Regions from separate parts of the Urocitellus parryii genome. Here region 1 is linked to region 2. The links are chromatin contacts, called in public Hi-C maps. All regions are on one chromosome and are shown on one strand. The core of a region is the stretch at or near the end of the contact, and the rest is flanking DNA. Distances in the headings are between cores, read along the strand shown. Region 1 holds the start of Dip2b (disco interacting protein 2 homolog B). Region 2 holds the start of Atf1 (activating transcription factor 1).

Region 1 (4,010 bases), core at 184-2,683, 250 kb before region 2:
CAATCACCCATGATGTCATATTCCCCTTCTTTCAAGCAGAAATCCTTGAGTTTTTTTTTTCCTTTTAGTTTTTGTTCCAGCCCATAAATAATATAAATACCATCTAGAACTTCTAGTGAATACATGTTGGGGCCTGGTCTCTGAAAGGACCAATTCTGAATCAACAAGAAAAGGAAGTGGAAACACAAATTCCCTCAAATTGTGGGAGAAAAAAATAGGTCAATAAAACAATCATCTCCATGACAAATTTTTCAATATTATAAACAAAATACTATAAATGGCAATTAAAGCATCTGTCCCTTTGCAGGTGAATGGATGGCGCTAGAGAAAATAATGTTAAGTGAAGTTATCCAATCCCCAAAAAACAAATGCTGAATTGTTTCTCTGATATAAGGTGACTGACCCATAGTAGGGTAGAGAGACAGAGGGGTGGTAGGGGAAGGGAGGGGGAAGGAGGTTAGCAATGATGGTGGAATGTGATGGACATTACCCAAAGTACATGTATGAAGACATGTTAATTGGTGTGAACATACTTTATATATAAACAGATATATGAAAAACTGTGCTCTATATGTGTAATAAGAATTGTAATGCATTCCAGTCATGTATTTAAAAAATAAAATCAATTTTAAAAAAAGCACCTGTCCCAGTGGTTCCGGGTAAAAATGCACCAATGTTAATACTCTTCCATTAAATTATTATTATTTTTTGAACTGTGATTGAACCTAGGGGCTTTTAACCACTGAGTCACATCTCCAGTCCTTTTAAATATTTTATTTAAAGACAGGGTTTCGCTGAGTTGCTTAGGGTCTTGCTAAGTTGCTGAGGCTGGTCTTGAATTTGCGATCCTCCTATCTCAGCCTCCAGAGTCCCTTGGATTACAGGCGTGAGCCAAAGCGCCCGCCTTACGTTAATATTTTTGGAACACCTACTAGGTCATGTACTGAGGGGGATAAAATGGTAAAGAAAAGGCTAAAGTATCTTGTAAATCGTTAGAAATCTAGGCCAGAGGAAGCGGGTTTCCCTCTCTAGTGTTTTAAAAGCCCAAATCCGTACAGAGACAAAAGCACTCCTAGCAGAATCAGGAAAGTTACAGTGAAGGATGTGGAGCAGGTCTTTATAAATGGATAGGTGTTCAGTAGAGGAAATGAAGGACAGGAAAGGACAAAGGCATACTTAAAGTGAGGAGGACTGCAGAAAGTAACATCCGGACTCCAGAAAGCTTGCTCTCGAATTCATAAAAGATAAATGCGGAGATTCTACGCGGCCCTAAAGCCGACATCCGGAACGTGAGCCCTTTTCGCGTAGAATTCTGGAGGGGGACCCTGTAGAGGGCGCCGTAAGCCTACGCGTCTTGGACTTCACAGCACCTCGGAGGCAGTACGTCCTTCAGCCCGGGGGCGGGGCCGCGCGCTCACGTGACCCTCGCTCATGGCGGCGGCGGCGGTGGCGGTGCTGGTGGCTCTCAGCGGCCGGAGCCGGATTCTGTAACCCGGGTGTGGGCCCGCGTCAGTCCGTCCCTTCTTCGGCCCCCTCTCTCGTCTTCCGGAGTGTGGTTGGCGGAGCCGGGATGGCGGAGCGAGGCCTGGAGCCCTCGCCCGCGGCAGTGGCTGCGCTGCCTCCTGAAGTGCGGGCGCAGCTGGCGGAACTGGAGCTGGAGCTCTCAGAGGGTAGGATCCTGGAGAGGAGCGGGCGCCGGGCCTGCGGGTTCGGTGGGCGTCCGGAGGCCGGTCACCATAGTGCGCCCTGGCATCGGCGTGGCGAGGGGCGAGGGAGCGGGGAATCTGGCCAAGCTCCATACCGTACTCCTTCCTTTCTACACTGCGAAGTGTTTCCCGTGGCTTTCATTGTTTTCCCTTGGAGGGGGCCAAGCGGGGCTTGGGGGAGAGGTTCCGCCTGGACCGGTGCCGTTTCTGCGTTCCCTGCCCCCTCAACCCTACACAAAGCTCCAGTCTGTGCCCGGGTTTCTGGGCTGGTGTGTGTGTGGGGGGGACGGGTGGTTGCGAGGAGGGTGGCTGACACCTTTCTCCTTTCTGCCTTCTTCCTGGAGGGCCCCACGCCTTGATCCATTCCTCCTTCTCCAGAGAGAAAGAGACAGACAGACAGACAGAGACGTGGGAAAGCCGCAGCAGCATTTCTTCTTTCTCGAAAAGTGCGAGGTGCCTCCCCAGTGACTCAAGTGAGATAGGAGCGAGGGAGACATTGAAGGTCCTAGGGAGGTTGGAAGCAGTGGTACTAACCCAGAGGGACACACGGTGCTGCCTTTAGACACCTTTGTCATCAGGGCTTTTTCCTGGTGGCTATCTTTGGGCTGAATTTTCCGCATTTGATTACCTTTTAGAATCTTCGAAGAGGGAGAAAGAGGTGGCTACTGATTAAATGGAAATCCTGGCTCGCGACCTCTTTCTTTTGACAATGGATTGGTACAAGGAGGGTTGGATTTATTTTGAAAATTTAAAGAAATGGGATAAATCAAGCCACTGTTACTAGAAAAGTCCCTTGAAAACAATGAGAGAAACAGTGCTCTGTTGTGGGCATGTGATCAGGCTTATGTGCAGTTGTGATCAGTTCTCTGTAAAGTTCCTGTTTTTATCACAGGCCGCCTCTCAGACAAAAGCAGCATTTTCTCCAAGCTTGGTATCAGTACTTTGGTGGTGTCTCCAGAGTTGCAAATTCTTGAGTTCCTTGCCAAAGGCCCTCTTCACTAGCATTTTTCAAGTGAATTAAAAACTGTTGATTGGAAAAGAAGAACGTGACAGATTCCCAGGAGAGTTCCCCCTCCCCCTTTCAGAATCCTTTAGAATGAAAAAACAGAAGTAGATTTGAGTGTTATAAATCTGTGCAGACATTGAGTTAATTATTTTTAATAACCTTTCTAGGCTTTTCCAGTGTATACACTTAATTACCAACTACATATGATTACCAACTTTCTTTGGGGAGAGGTAGTGGGAATTTAATCCTGGAGTGCTTGGAGCCACATCCCCAGTCCTTTTTATTTTTATTTTTGAAACAGGGTCTCCTAAATTACCTAGGGCCTTTCTAAGTTGCTGAGGCTGGCTTTGAACTTAGATCCTCCTGTTTTAGCCTTCAGTTGCTGAGATTACAGCCATGCACCACTATGCTTGGCTTCCAACATAAAGATGTAGTGTCCACCGAAAAATAAAAAAATAAATATTAAAAAATTCTCTCTAAAAAAAAAAAGAAAGAAATATTCATCAGGTGGACCAGTTGTGATAGATTTGAATGACTTAGCCTTAATTTGTGAAAATGTAAATTTTTCTAAGTTTTTTTTTTTCTCTGAAATTGAGGGGCTTTTGCATTATCATCAGTTCTTCGTTTTAAGATACTTTTATTTTTGTTGGAACTGGGGATTGAACCCAGGGACACTTAATCACTGAGTCATATCCCCAACCCTTTTTTATATTATTTAGAGACAGGGTCTCACTAAATTGCTTAGTGTTTAATTGCTGAGGCTGGCTTTGAACTTGCAATTTTACTGCCTCAGCCTCTGGAACTGCTGAGATTACAAGCCTGCATCATAGTGCCATCCCATTCAAATCTTTTAAAATAGTTACTTCATAGTAGTAAATCAGCTTGCTTTGATGAGGTAGAAAGAGAGAGATTTCACTAGATATTCAGAGGGAGATTAAAAATAGGAGTTGATTGCTTTCACATGGAAAGGGAAATCCTGGGAGTTCCTTATTCTTGATGCATATCTGCTTCCAGCTGATTATTGTTTACATCTCTGGGTATTTCTAGACATCTCTAGAAGTATTCTGAGGAACTATTTCTAGGACCCACAACTGATTAGCTCACCTTTCTCTCCTTCAGAAAGATGTGAAACTCTTACAAACTGTGAGAGCCAAGGCTTAAACATTTTTGAGGACAAGTGCATGGTTTGTTTTCCTATGTAGTATTATTTTGGTTGGCACATGACTTAGCTTGTATTTTTTTTTTTAGTTATTGATGGAACTTTAGTTTATCCATTTATTTATATGCGGTACTGAGAA
Region 2 (4,235 bases), core at 1,107-3,606:
TAAAGCACAAGAAATAACATCAGGAATAAATAAATGTGATGGATTCAAACTAAAAAGCTTCTTCTCAACAAAAGAAACAATGAGATGAAGAGAGCCTACATTTTGAGAGAAAATTTTTGCCACATGCAAAAAAGAGCACTAATCTCCAGGATATGTAAAAAACTTAACACCAAAAAAAAAAAAAATCAAGAAATGGGCTAAGGAGCTCAACAGATAATTATCAGAAGAAGATATACAATCAATCAACAAATATATGAAAAAATGTTCAACATCTCTAGTAATTAGAGAAATGCAAGTCAAAACTACTCTAAAATTTCATCTCATGCTAGTCAGAATGGCAATTATCAAGAATACAAACAACAATAAATGTTGGTGAGGATGTGGGGGAAAAGGCACACTCATATGTTGCTGGTGAGGCTGCAAATTGATGCAACCACTATGGAGAGCAGTATGGAGATTCCTTAGAAAACTTGGAATGGAACCACCATTTGACCCAGCTATCCCACTTCTTTGTTTATACCCAAAGGACTTAATATAATTAACACAGCCACATCAATGTTTATATGTATATATGTTAATGTTTTTTTTATATAATGAGTTCTTCAGAGTGTGAGTCATACACACTCCTTAGGTTTAAATCACTATCTGGCTCAAAATGTCAAAAGCAGAAAAGGGGTGCTGGGGTTGTGGCTCAGAGGAAGAGTTCTTGCCTAGGATGCGTGAGGCACTGGGTTTGATCCTCAGCACCATATAAAAATAAATAAAATAAAGGTATAGTGTTCACCTACAACTAAAAAATATATGTATTTTTTTAAAAAACAGAAAAAGAGTTATCTCCACTAAATCAGGTTTCTACAATAAGAATCTCAAGTACAATTTCACAAAAAATTTGTGTAACTTTTTCTTTTGCCAAAAACATACTAAAGTTCACCATTTGCCATTTTTATCACTATAAAGCCCTAAAAGAACATCTAGAAAAATTTTTAAAAAGCATAAAGAAAAAAAACTCAGAATGAAGTAATTCCTTATCCAGAGAAATATATATATATATAATATTTTAGGGTTGGGGCTGTAGCTCAGTGGCAGAGTGCTTGCCTTGCACCTGTGAGGCACTGGGTTCAATCCTCAGCATCACATTTAAAAAAAAAAAAATTAAAGGCATGCTGTCTATCTACAACTATTTTTTAAAACATAATATGTGCCAAGCAAGCACTCTGCCACTGAGCTACATCCCGAGCCCTTTTTACTTTTTTGGTACTGGGGATTGAACTCATGGACACTTAACCACACCCTCAGCCCTTTTTTGCTTAGCGCCTTTCTAAATAGCTGAGGCTGGCTTTGAACTCGCAATCCTCCAGCTGATGAAATGGGATTACAGGCGTGAGCCACCGCGCCCCGCCCTTTTTAAATTTTTTTAAGACAGGCTCTCACTAAGTCCCTCAGTCAGGTCTCAAACTTTGGATCCTCCTTCTGCGTAGCTGGGACTGCAGGACACAAGGATTACAGGTGTGTGCCATAGCATCTAATTTCTACTAAACTTTTCATAAATACTTAAAAAGTTGGAAGAAATCTCTGCACCAAAATGCCACACTCTACTGGCGCCTCGTTTTGCTTTGTTTTAAATCAATCTGTGTATAAAGTCCTTTCAGCTAGGATGTAGTTCAAAGGTAAGACTTGGCCTAGCATCTGTGAGGCTCTGGGTTCAATACCCAGCATCGCAAAAAACAGAAAAAATTCTTTCACATAAATGATCTAACTCTACTCATAGAATTAAGAATTATCACTGGGTGTGGCGGCACACGGCTGTTTAACAGCGACTCGGTGGGGTGAAGCAAGAGGACTGCAATTCGAGGCCAGCCTGGCAAACTTAGTGAGACCCTGCCTCAAAAAACAAAAAGGGTACAGTATTCAGTGGTAGAGCACCCCGGCTTCAATACCCAATACCGAAAACAAAGCTCTGAGTGAAGTAAGAAAAGCTGAGGAAGACAAGCCTCAAGCCCTTTCTCCTTACGAGAAGCGGATAGGGCAGGCATCAAAGTCAGGAAGCACAAACGGAGCCTGACCACCCAAACCACTGCGAGGAGCAGAGCCGAGAGCGAAGAAAGCTGCTCCACGCAGAACAGCCTCCAGAAAGCACCTAGCTGTTGAGGGGCTTCGGAAACGGACTTGGAGGAGGAGGAGCTGGGGTACACAGCCAGAAACGACAGGAAACCGCAGGCAACATTCAGAGCGTTCCTAGCAAATGCCGCGGGCACAGCTCATGACTCGATAGAGGGTGGCCAACATGGCGGCGCGTCACGTGAGTAGCGCAATGACGCACACTGCGGCCCGCACGGAGGCCCCGCCCAGCCTCACCCCCCACGCACACTTGCACTGAGTTTTGCCCCCCTCCCCTGCCCCCTGCTTGGTGTAGATCATGCCGCCAGTGGCGGCCCTGACTGCCGAGAAACGGTAGCTTAGGACAATTGGCTGTTGAGTGACACTGATTCTCCCTGCCCCGCCTGACCCTGAGAAAGAAGCACGTCCCTCGCCTCGAAAGGGGGGTGGGGAAGTGGGTAGTGAATTCGGATCCACTTGGGAGGGGGGAGTGGAAGTTCCCGCCCCGGACTGCAGCGAGGCGGCAGCCACAGGTAAGTGGGGGGCGGGGTGGGACGAGCGCCCCTGGCCCGGGGCGGGAAGGGCGCGGGAGCGCAGGAGCGCGGAGCCGGCGGGATTCTGAGCCCGTCGCGTGCCGAGTGGGGGTCGCGCGCTGGCGGCTCCGGTGGGGGAGGGGCGCGGCGGAAGGGGGAGGGGCTGCGTGGGGGCCCGGAGGAGTGCGCTTCCGGCCCTCGCGCCTTTGCTGTGCGAGGTGTCCTTTCAGTGGTTGGTCTCCTCCCTGCCCTCGGCCCCAAATGAAAATTAAGCCAAGAGTTTGGTGCCGCAGGCGGTATTACCCTAGAGGCCCGCCTTCTGCGGTCGGAGGCCGGAGGTCGCGGTCTTGGGCTAGCAACCGGGGAGGGCAGCGTAGCCTTGGTGCGGTGTCCGTTCTCGGCCCGTGTGTGCCTGCCCTGGAGGACGAGAACTGTCATCCCTCAAGCAGCTTACAATCTAGTGGGGACGCAGTTAGTGCCGTAATCGAACCGTGTTGGAAGGGTGCGGCTGATGGGCAGGAAAGAGAACAGGTTTTTACGTGGCTGGCACTGACAAAAAGTCGTTTGTTTCCCGCCTGGACGAAGGGCAAGCCGAGGACACTTTTCTCTGATTTTTTTTTTTTTAATCATAAAGCAAGGACTAGGAATATGGCTTAGTGATAGATCACTTGCCTAACATGCTCAAGGCTCTGGGTTCAATCTCCAGTACTGTAAAAACAAACACATAAGGAAAAGTGAAGCCTGGTATTTGTCAGCTTCAACTATGCCTTGGAGCGTGAAGCGTAATCACTGAAATTATCATGAATGTTAAATAATGTTTGCTAGTTTTGTCAGCATTTGAAGAGCGTTGGGCCAATAGTTTTTTAGGGCATTTAACACTTCTAAGGCCATTTCAGTGCAGTTCTGGTAGGGATCATTGTTAAACTGGCCTCACCTATGAGAGTTTGTACAGTATTTTATCCCGAGACACTTGCTATTAACAGAATATGCGTTTTAGTAAAATGCTGGATTTCTTCCTGTCGACTTTACAATGTACCTTTTAGTTAAAATCCAGGGTTCCGAGTTGAATGTGATAGCTCTTTAACCTTGTTTGGTCTGATATATCTGTGCAATACTGCTGTATCCCCAGTAGGTGGTAGTCCTTTCAAAAATGCCTTTTAGTTATGTCATCTCATTATAATGAATTTCCAAAGCAGGGCGTGATATGGCTGCAACTTTTCTTGTGCTTTAATTGCCCCGTTTCTAAAGGTGGGGTGAAGTAATCCTCTAAGAATATTTCTCTAGCCATTGTCCTATTAGTTTTAAATCAGTATTTCCAAGTAAACAAGGAAATAAAGGGAAAAAAAACATTCAACGTTAATATGAGATTATTATTGCTATCCTAGGAACAGGCTGTGGTCTTTGATTTCCTAGGACTTAACTTTCTGCTAGGGAGACAGAAAATTACTGCATTACAATACTGTGATAAGTGCTATAAGAAGAAGGGGAACATATGCTGTCTTGCTTATTAGCATATGTGCAAGACACTGTAAACATTAAGAGGAACCTGGAGCAGTCAGGAAAGATTAATCGAAGGGTATTCCTGGTACTCTTGGAAGAGAAGCA

What was found. Hi-C and Micro-C count contacts between places; a contact is called where the count stands out from the background.
Region 1: a Hi-C map of muscle shows a contact between it and region 2, with 4 times the contacts expected there. The contact joins the promoter of Dip2b here to the promoter of Atf1 in region 2. A contact is called at or near these places in 2 of 2 Hi-C or Micro-C datasets (liver and muscle).

The regions. Positions count from the first base shown.
Region 1 is chr5:65,674,164-65,678,173 of mUroPar1.hap1, reverse strand. It overlaps Dip2b (disco interacting protein 2 homolog B), which reads left to right and starts at 1,433. Exons shown (of 38, transcript XM_026407027.2): 1 at 1,433-1,670. The coding sequence starts at 1,571.
Region 2 is chr5:65,421,493-65,425,727 of mUroPar1.hap1, reverse strand. It overlaps Atf1 (activating transcription factor 1), which reads left to right and starts at 2,356. Exons shown (of 7, transcript XM_026407064.2): 1 at 2,356-2,630.